2 separate regions of the Gossypium hirsutum genome follow, and region 1 is linked to region 2. A link is a contact called in public Hi-C data. All regions are on one chromosome and are shown on one strand. Each heading gives the region's core, a stretch centred on a gene start, on an enhancer-like site or on the middle of the called end of the contact. The rest is flanking DNA. Distances are from core to core; before and after follow the strand shown. Region 1 holds the start of LOC121204891 (NAC transcription factor 56). Region 2 has its middle 38 kb from the start of LOC121204891.

Region 1 (4,705 bases), core at 2,176-4,675, 39 kb before region 2:
TTTATTCTTATTTAAGTTTCATTGTGTATAGATCTTATCCGAATATATGTTGTCCATTTGTATATTGTAATTATTGACTCTTACCACAATGATATAGCTAAGGCCGAAGTCAGAAAATATTTTAAGGGGCGAGGCCCTTACGAACCCCTTTAAATTTGCCCTTGAATATAATGATCATTTATGAATTGTAGGACAAATCCTTATAAGGCTTAGGGAGCCTTGTCCCCAAATTTTGAGAAATTTTACTAATTTTAATTAAATTCCTAAATATTTTTAAAATTTTACTAAATTCTCTCAAAATTCACCACTAATAAATTAAACTTATACAAATATATATTAATTATAATTATGATTGAAAAAGATTCAACTTTTAAAATTTCCAATTTAAACCCATCACGGTATCATACATACATATATATATATCTTAAAAAATTGTGTTTGTGGGTTTAAATTATTCTTAATTTAATTAAACATGCATAAGACAACTACTGAGAACTATTGAAGCACTCAGTCATGGGAGGGATATATGTATCTCTTAGCAATTGGTCAATGTTTTGAAATTTTTTACTTTTTATTTTATATAAAAACTTTAGGCTTAAGTTATTAAGTATTTTCTCTACAACCCTATTTTTCATCTTGTTTGAAATAGTAAATAAATAAATAAAAATTTAATGGTATCTTTCTTTATTCAAACATTTTAAAATTGTTATCTTTCATTGTCGAGGAGATCAACCATCTTTGTCAAGTGAAAAAAAGGAAGATAAGGAAAAAAAAATCCATAGCTTGACATTTGACAATTGAAAAATAATTTTATAATAATACAATTTAAGGATTTTATATAAACAATTGTCAATAAGGTCATAGATTAGCAATAAATTAAATCAGGTGATGGGTTTAAAAAAATTAAAATATTTAGTTTAAAATTATAGTAATAATAGAAAAAAGTTAAAAATAGTAATTTGGCCCCATATACTTCAGCTCTTATCAACCAATTATTGAGTATTCCTACCTATTACTGCTATAATCATAATTATTGTTCTAATTATATTATTAGTCAATTTATACAATTTAATATTATTATTTTCAAAACTATTTCACTTTTAAATTCAAGTTAATTAAATATGTATCATATTTTAAGAAGTGGGAAAGCTTTCTATTTTAGATCCCTTCTATATATACTTGGTATCGATTTTAAGATTTTTCGAGATTTGTAATTGTTTTTCATAATAATATTTTATTCACAAATATCCATCACTTCTGAGTTGATCCATTTATACATAATCACATCGCATGCTTTGGCATACAAAATTCTCAGTTTTGTTAAATTTTAAAAAAAAGAATTATTTGGATATTCGAGTGCTGATTCTTTGAAAACCTAATTAACTGAAAAGCTGGAAAAAATAAAAAAAGTTATACCCTGTAGGGTTAATGGGGATTTAACCATAGAAATTCCAAACTTGGCACAAAATATTGATATAGACAAACTATAAAACAATATATTCTTAAAAATGTGCATCATCAACAAGGATTTCTGTACAAGATTTTCAGTTTTGTATCCTAAAAACAAAATATTTTATCATATCCATCAGTTATTATTATTTATTTTCTACAGCAAGTTTCCACCTCCCTCATTTATCCCCACCCTTTTCTTCTTTTTCATTGCATCTCTCTCTATATAATAAACAACAAACTACATATATATATATGTATGTATGAATGTATGTATGTATGTTTGTATGTATACAATCTATATAACTATATATATTATAAAATTTACCTATGGCCTCAAGAGATGAAATTTGGCAGCTAACTGTTACACTCAAAGAAACAATGAGGCCTGATTCATCTAATCTCTGCCCTAATAACCAAAATCTCAAATCTTTTTTATCCCAATACTCCCAAATCCTTCAGACACTATAATTTTAATGACTGTATCAAGAATTATGTAACATGATACTGACAGCTTGACCCCCACTCTACCTGGAAATTTAATTAAGAGTACCAGTTGAGTCCTGGAAGTTGATATGGAGGACGAAATATCCCATCTCCCATTGACCCCAACATTGCTGCTTGTTGCTGCTGCAATGGAGGGGTTTGTGGTAGCTGGCTGAGCAGAGTGGCAATTGAACCATTCCCATCTGTTTTCTCCATGCTCCCATCATTGCTATCCCCATGGAATCTCTTGCTCGTCGATGGTCCAGCGGTTTCATCGTCGGTCCAGTAAAGCGACGGGAGGGCCCTTTTGAGAGGGTTAACCATGGAGGCACTGTTAATCCCATCACTCCCCATCATTCCATCAAACAGACTATTATGTTCTTGATGTTCTAGTAATGTGCCAAAACTTGTTCCCTTTGTTGAGAAGTGGAATTTTGGATTATGTTGGCTACTGATTGATATTGAAGGTGGTACAGTACCAAGCATGTCGTCCACGGAGTCATCTTTATCATGTTCCAGAGGTCTATTCGCGTTGTTTTTCTTGTAGATTCGACATAACACCCAATCATCAAGCTGTAAAACCAAAAAAGCAACAAAAACAAAGATCAATTCATGATATCATATTAAAACCATTAACATGAAATAAATATGACCAAAAAAATAAATAAAGTGATTTACCCTTAGTGAGTTTTTCTTGTTGCCCAAGTCACATCCTGGGGGTTTGTTGTTAGTCTTATTATCAGCAAGCCTATATTCATGCATGATCCAATTGGTTTTGATCCCTTTAGGGGGCTTCCCTCCATAGAAAACCAGTGCCTTCTTCACACCAACCTTTTGAGTCCCTCCCGAAGTCAACACCGGCTTATCCGTCCCGGTTGCCTTCCAGTAACCCGAGGTAGCCGCCCTGTTCGGTCTCGCTCCATTCGGGTACTTCCTGTCTCTCGGACTAAAAAAGTACCATTCTTGTTCACCAAACGTTGCCTTCGCTGCGAAACCCCAAATCAAATCCAAAATGATTATTTTATCAGAATCATATAAATTTATACCCTTTTTCCATTAAATAGTTTAAAAACATAATAATTTAGTTTACCTGGCAATTCCCATGGATCAAACTTGTACAAATCAACCTCAGCAATAATTGCAACCGGCAAAGGAGCGGAGCTAGCTTTTTTCTTGAGGTAGTGTACCACTAGTTCCTCATCAGTGGGGTGGAACCGGAATCCCGGTGGGAGGTTCGGCTGCTGTGAGCCGGTCGACGAGTCGGTGCTCTCCATTGCGACACCTTCAAATATATATATGTATGTATATATAATTCAGTAATGAAATTGAGAATATTTTACTTTGAATTCTGAAAGTTTACCAGAGAAGAAGAGCATCATAGGATTTTTATGGTTTGTTTTGAGAGGCTGCTAAAAAAATGTTGCATAGAGTTGGCATGACCATTTTCTTTATAAATGGGCATTAGAACAAGATTATGAAAGGTGGGCCAGGATTTAATACACCAAAGTTGGCATCTGTTACTATTTAATCCACCTAATCCCGACAAGCCACGTGACGGGTTTGAAGGTTAGTCTGGTCATTTCGCTAAGTTGCTAAAGACTAAGCTCAGGTTTTAATTGGCTGAATCCCCATGCACAGCAAAGGTTGACACAAGGCATGCAAAGTAAGAAGTTAATTGGTCTAATTCTAAGTTTCATCCTTCTACTTTATGAAAATTGATAAATCAGTCCATCTACTTTATTTTGTCAAAATTTAGTTCTTTATTTTACAGAAAATAAAAAAATTAATCTAACTGTTGAAAAAGAAATATAAATATAAATTTAGTTTCGTGCGTAATAAATTGCTAAAGAGATTGATAATGAGGAGGACGACAACGAACCCAAATGTGGGACTGATTGACACGTGAGCAATGAATGGGGTGGCGGGGACCACACCCCCACACAAGGCAACAAAAAGATAATATGGACGGACTTTAGTGATGTGGGGGTGGTAACAAGCTTTACGCTTCAGATGTCATGCTTTTGTTATGCAAATCCCACCACCCGACCCTCATTTTGGTGATTATAGCTACCACTACAACCACTAAACCCATGGTCGGACAAGATCGAAAATCGGTTGATACGTATATTTAAAAAAAGAAAATAAATCGATTGATCTGTAAATTTATTGATTCGAATTAAAAATTGATTGAATTAATTAAATTTTTTGATAATTTATATAAAACAGATCGACAATAGATAATATTTATTGTGTTTAATATTATAATAAAATTGACAAAATTAAAAAGGGGATTATAATTGTAATATAAATTTGGATTGATGATTGAGATGTGTGTTAATTGTTTTCTGTCCTCTTTTTACTTACTTAATCTTCAAAAATTTGTTTAATCTTATTTGTCTTAAAGCGCCGACGACTATTTTCACGTCTACATTGATTGAGATTTAAGAACTTAAAATGTTAGATTGATGTTTTTATTTCTCGCTTAATATATCCATACTCTTATAAAGTTTTTGATAAAACGCCAATTTATTTATTAAAAAAATGAATAATAATAATTTTTAGCATAAAGATATTCATATATTTTAATTATTTTATAATTTTTAAGATTAAATAGCTAAAATTTCAATCTTAAAATAATTAAAACAGTTAATTTGATAAATTTAAAAAAATATGGATGTGGGTTTGTTGAATATATATATAATTAATTTAATAGTAATTAAATAAATATAAAGATGTATTTAGTTCATGAAATATAATATTTATGGAGTAA
Region 2 (4,420 bases), core at 1,753-4,252:
AATTTAGTCCCTTTACTTTTATTTCAAAGAATTTAGTCTTTTTACTTTGTTGACACTAGGGATGAGCATCCAATTGAATTGAGACAAATCAAGTGAAAAATTTTGTGTTAATCAAGTTGATGAATCCTATTTTATTATCCTAACTCGATTTTTAAATTTTTTTAATCGAGTTGAGTAAAAAGAAATTCGAGTTGAGTTAAGTCAAGTTGAATAAATTTATTCAAGTTAAATTAAAAAATTAAATAGGTCAAATTGAAATGTTGTTAACGATATGACTAAATTTCAAGTGCAAGAACAAAAATGGCATATATATTTTTAAGATTTATTAATTATTTTAATTTTTTTGAATTTATATATATTTATAAAATTTTGGAAAAAAATATTTTATAAATATTTTTTAGTTTTAAGATAATTTTGATTTTTTTGTGTAACTTTTTAAGAGAGACCAATTTGCACATTTTTGAATTTATCAGGGACACAACGGGTATTTACATTAATTTTTTATTCAAGTTCTTTGAATTATTCGTGTTGCAAAGTTCAACTTGACTTCAACTCAAAAAACAGAATTACTTATTCGAGTTGATTCGAAAAACCGAATAAATCAAAATTCAAAATTGGAAAAAATAGATCTTTTCTAATCGAATCAAGCTTTTCTCACCCCTAGTTGACACGGTTAAAATCCTTCTGTTAGATTTAGGTTCAATATAATGTCATTTTTTTTACATGGCTACCAAATGAATATTCTATTTATTTTAAAATATCATACCAGCAAATTTAATATAAGCGTTTTAGTGGTGTTAACAATTGGACTTAAGTTTTTAAAATTTAAAAAATAAAACTAAATTCTAAGAAATAAAAGTAGTGAACTAAAATTCCAGATTGTATGAAGAGATCAAGGACTTGAAGGATATTTTAACTTTTAGATAAATATAAATATTTTCTCAAGGGTCAGGTTATTTGTCAAAGCCCAAAGGCTTGCTCTGAAAAGGTTTAAACCAAAATATTAGGCCTATAAATTAAGCTTGCATAAGAAGCGTGGGGCTTATTTAAAATACAAGTCTCATGCTTCTATACTTAGAGCGTAGCATAAATTGACATTTTTTTTCAAGCTTATAACATGGTTTTTTGTTTTGTATTATTCAAATTATATCACATGAAAATTTTACAAAATTAAAAAAAAAACAAAATTAACCTATCAATTTGAAATACATATCTATCAATTTTGCCCTAAATTCAAAAAAAATCAATTTAATTAAATCAAGTTGAATTGAATTGGATAAATAAAATGGAATTAACCTATTATAGTTTACTTGTTTGAATTATGTTAATGGGGTGCCAATTCCAGCCGATGTAGTTTTTAACTTTCAACTCAAACCCCTGCATTTCTTGATTGTTATCATCGTTGCATTTTTAAAGCTAAGATTGAATTACACAATTGTTTTAATGAAACCATAGAACTTATCTTTTATATATATATATATATATATATGAATTAAAGCATATGACATACACTATACGTTAATTTCAAGAAAAGACCGGTTTTGTTTTAATTCAAATGATCTAATCCATCATATATCCATCTCTTTCAATTCATAAAATTGGATTTCATTTTCATTATCGAAAGCTACTTATGAACAAACTAAAATATGCTACGTCCTGTTCGGCAGGAAAATTTATAGTATGGAATAAACTCAATAGATCCTATACCTCGACCCCAAAGTTTTTTAGATTTTTTTTATTTAGGGTATCTTTTTAACTTGATTCAAAAGCTTGAATTAACATTTATTAATATAAATAAAAATGTTTTATAATTAAAATTAAACACGGAAATTAATTATTCCTTTTTAGAGTTTGTAAGTACAAGTACAATGCAATCATAGTATAAACACAAATACAATACAATCAGAAATATATATCCACGTAATTACAAATTACAATCAAATCAGTGTAAAGAAAAAGCTAAGAATTAAGATAATCCGAATTAAAATTATCCCATCAGACTAAAATTCACACATAACGATAACAAATAATGAGATTAAAAACCTACAAATAACAATTACATACGGTATAAATCAAGCAAATATGAAGGTGAAAAGAATTCAAATTTATATATTTTTTTGAATTTTAATTATTTCAAATGCGAAAAAGAAACACTCTTTCAACTTAAATTAATAATTATATTTATAACTTTGCATTTAATTCATTTTTGTCCAACAAATTTTCTTCTCAAAGAAAAGGAAAAAAGAAAGCCTCCCTCTCTTATTTAATTTGGCTACCAAACATAGTGTTTAATGAGTAGAGCTGAACAAAGGCAAACAAGGCAGAATCGAGGGCCACAATTGCTGTACCTGATATAGAATTTTGGTTCCTTTAATGCTTTGGATTGAAGCCGAATTTAGTATACAAATTGCCAATGCAATTCACATTCCATTTTTGAAAATCACGACAAAGCCTTTTAGTCTTTGTCATGGACCAACGCCAAAGATAATTTATAAAGCAATCACAAATTTGAAAGCCTACATTGAATTCAAGCCACCTAAAACCTAGCTAGTGGCCACCATTATTATAAAATCTAAAGTAATTAATATATGATATACATACATCTAGCAGTCACAAATCAAATTTTAATTTTCTCTTTAGCTAATCCTTATAATTATTACTATCATTATGGATGAATGTGGTCTTAATGGGATGTATGTTTGATCTGTCAGGATCAAAAGTTTGATCTTGAATTGAAATTTAAAATAATTTAATTTAATTATAAAAAATAATCATTTAAATTTTTTGAACTTAAATTTGTAATGTCTTAATTTTAAAATGTTAATTTTAAAATAATCTAAACACAAAATGATTTAAATTTGATATGCCTTGAAAAAAGTGATTTGATATGACCCTATTTAAAAATTTTGAATTACTTGAATCCAAAATGATCTAAACTCGAAATTACCTCATTATGAAATATCCTGAAATTATTTACCAATGCAAAAGTAACTCAACCCAATTTATGAGATTGTTTAAACTTAAAACAACCATCAAATAATCAACTTTTAATGATTTTTAAAAAATATTTTTTCATTATGTAATTTAAATATTCAACAATGTTGTAACCTTAAAACTCTTTCTCCTCTCGTTTATTCTCTCCATCCTTTTGATGTATATATATTGTGATCTAATGTTGATTTTCACTTTTATTTTATAATGGAAGAGCTTAATGAATATTAAAAGATACGTTATACGGTGAAATATCCTTAAAGACAATGTCTAACATGCTTCAAACTATTCAATTCATATTTTCGATTCATCAACTTAATGCAATATTTACTATTTCATACTTAGACGTTGTCTATACTGTCAAAGCCCATGCTCGTTGTTGTTATTATTATGGTAGTGTTGCCTATGTCAATTTTCCATGAATGTACCATATGCCTACTTTGGTTGTTGCCTTCCTGCCTATCTTCTAATGATATTAATATTTATATTGTTCGAGATTCTCATGCATGTATAAAAAAGGGATGAGATCTAAATATTTCTTATAGTTTACAGTAGGTTTAATTTTGAAAAAAAAAAAAGCCCAGCATGTAAAATATATTATTTCTATGATTAAAGTATGTTATTTCTATGATTATTGGAAAGTTAGTTGGCCTTAAATAGAGTTTAATAAAGTGAAATTCTTAACGTAATAATGATGTGAATTTACTTTGAACTTAGTTAATGTTAATTTTACCCTTCATGTGGATTGGGTGCTTGGGCCGAGCATTGGATTTAACTTGAGCATTATTTAATAATTTGACTTAATTGTTAAAGTTGTATTAATTTGCAACTATGATGGGAATTTCTTATTTGTTACATTATTTGATTTGAACGATAATGTAAGTTTAATTTATTTATTTTTAAACATACTTTGAATTGTATGCTTATATATGTGAGTTGAATTTATTTTAAACATGATTTATGATGATTTTTTTTTTTGGATTGGTTACAAATTTAAAATAAAATTTTGAGACACAAAGAAAAAAAAGGGAAAACTGTTTTGTGTGTGACAAAACCATAGTTGGTTTCTGGAAATAAGTGTGATAGTAAGAAAATGTATGTCTAGAAAAGACTTGGTACTTAAGAGGATCATGTACACCACCTCTCTTTCGTGGGACCCTATCTGGTGCTTTATTCATCAACTATGCTTACTATTCTAGTATCCAATTATGACGACAAATTAAACCACTATATAACTATATGCAAAAATCGAGAATGGAGAAATGATAATCATGTTAAGCCAAATGTCGATTTGGTCAAAGCATATGATATTATTTTTGTTATAACACCCTAAACCCGGCCTAGATGTCCAGACGAAGTTGGACTACCATAATACCATCAAATTAAACTAGTTGTCACATATTATTCATCACAATAGTAATTTAAAGAC

What was found. Hi-C and Micro-C count contacts between places; a contact is called where the count stands out from the background.
Region 1: a Hi-C map of fibers shows a contact between it and region 2, with 1.5 times the contacts expected there. The contact joins the promoter of LOC121204891 here to the enhancer-like site in region 2. A contact is called at or near these places in 11 of 34 Hi-C or Micro-C datasets (anther, callus, cotyledon and 5 more).

The regions. Positions count from the first base shown.
Region 1 is chrA01:8,519,328-8,524,032 of Gossypium_hirsutum_v2.1, reverse strand. It overlaps LOC121204891 (NAC transcription factor 56), which reads right to left and starts at 3,425. Exons shown (of 4, transcript XM_041075662.1): 1 at 3,296-3,425; 2 at 3,026-3,217; 3 at 2,614-2,921; 4 at 1,477-2,508. The coding sequence starts at 3,314. The coding sequence ends at 1,993.
Region 2 is chrA01:8,480,178-8,484,597 of Gossypium_hirsutum_v2.1, reverse strand. No RefSeq gene overlaps it. Among protein-coding and RNA genes, the nearest start is that of LOC121204891, 38 kb to the left of the region's middle. Within about 2 kb of position 3,002, at least 2 of the 9 cell types and tissues checked have an H3K27ac peak or open chromatin away from gene starts, as enhancers often do. A contact at or near this core is called in fibers, where this site is marked.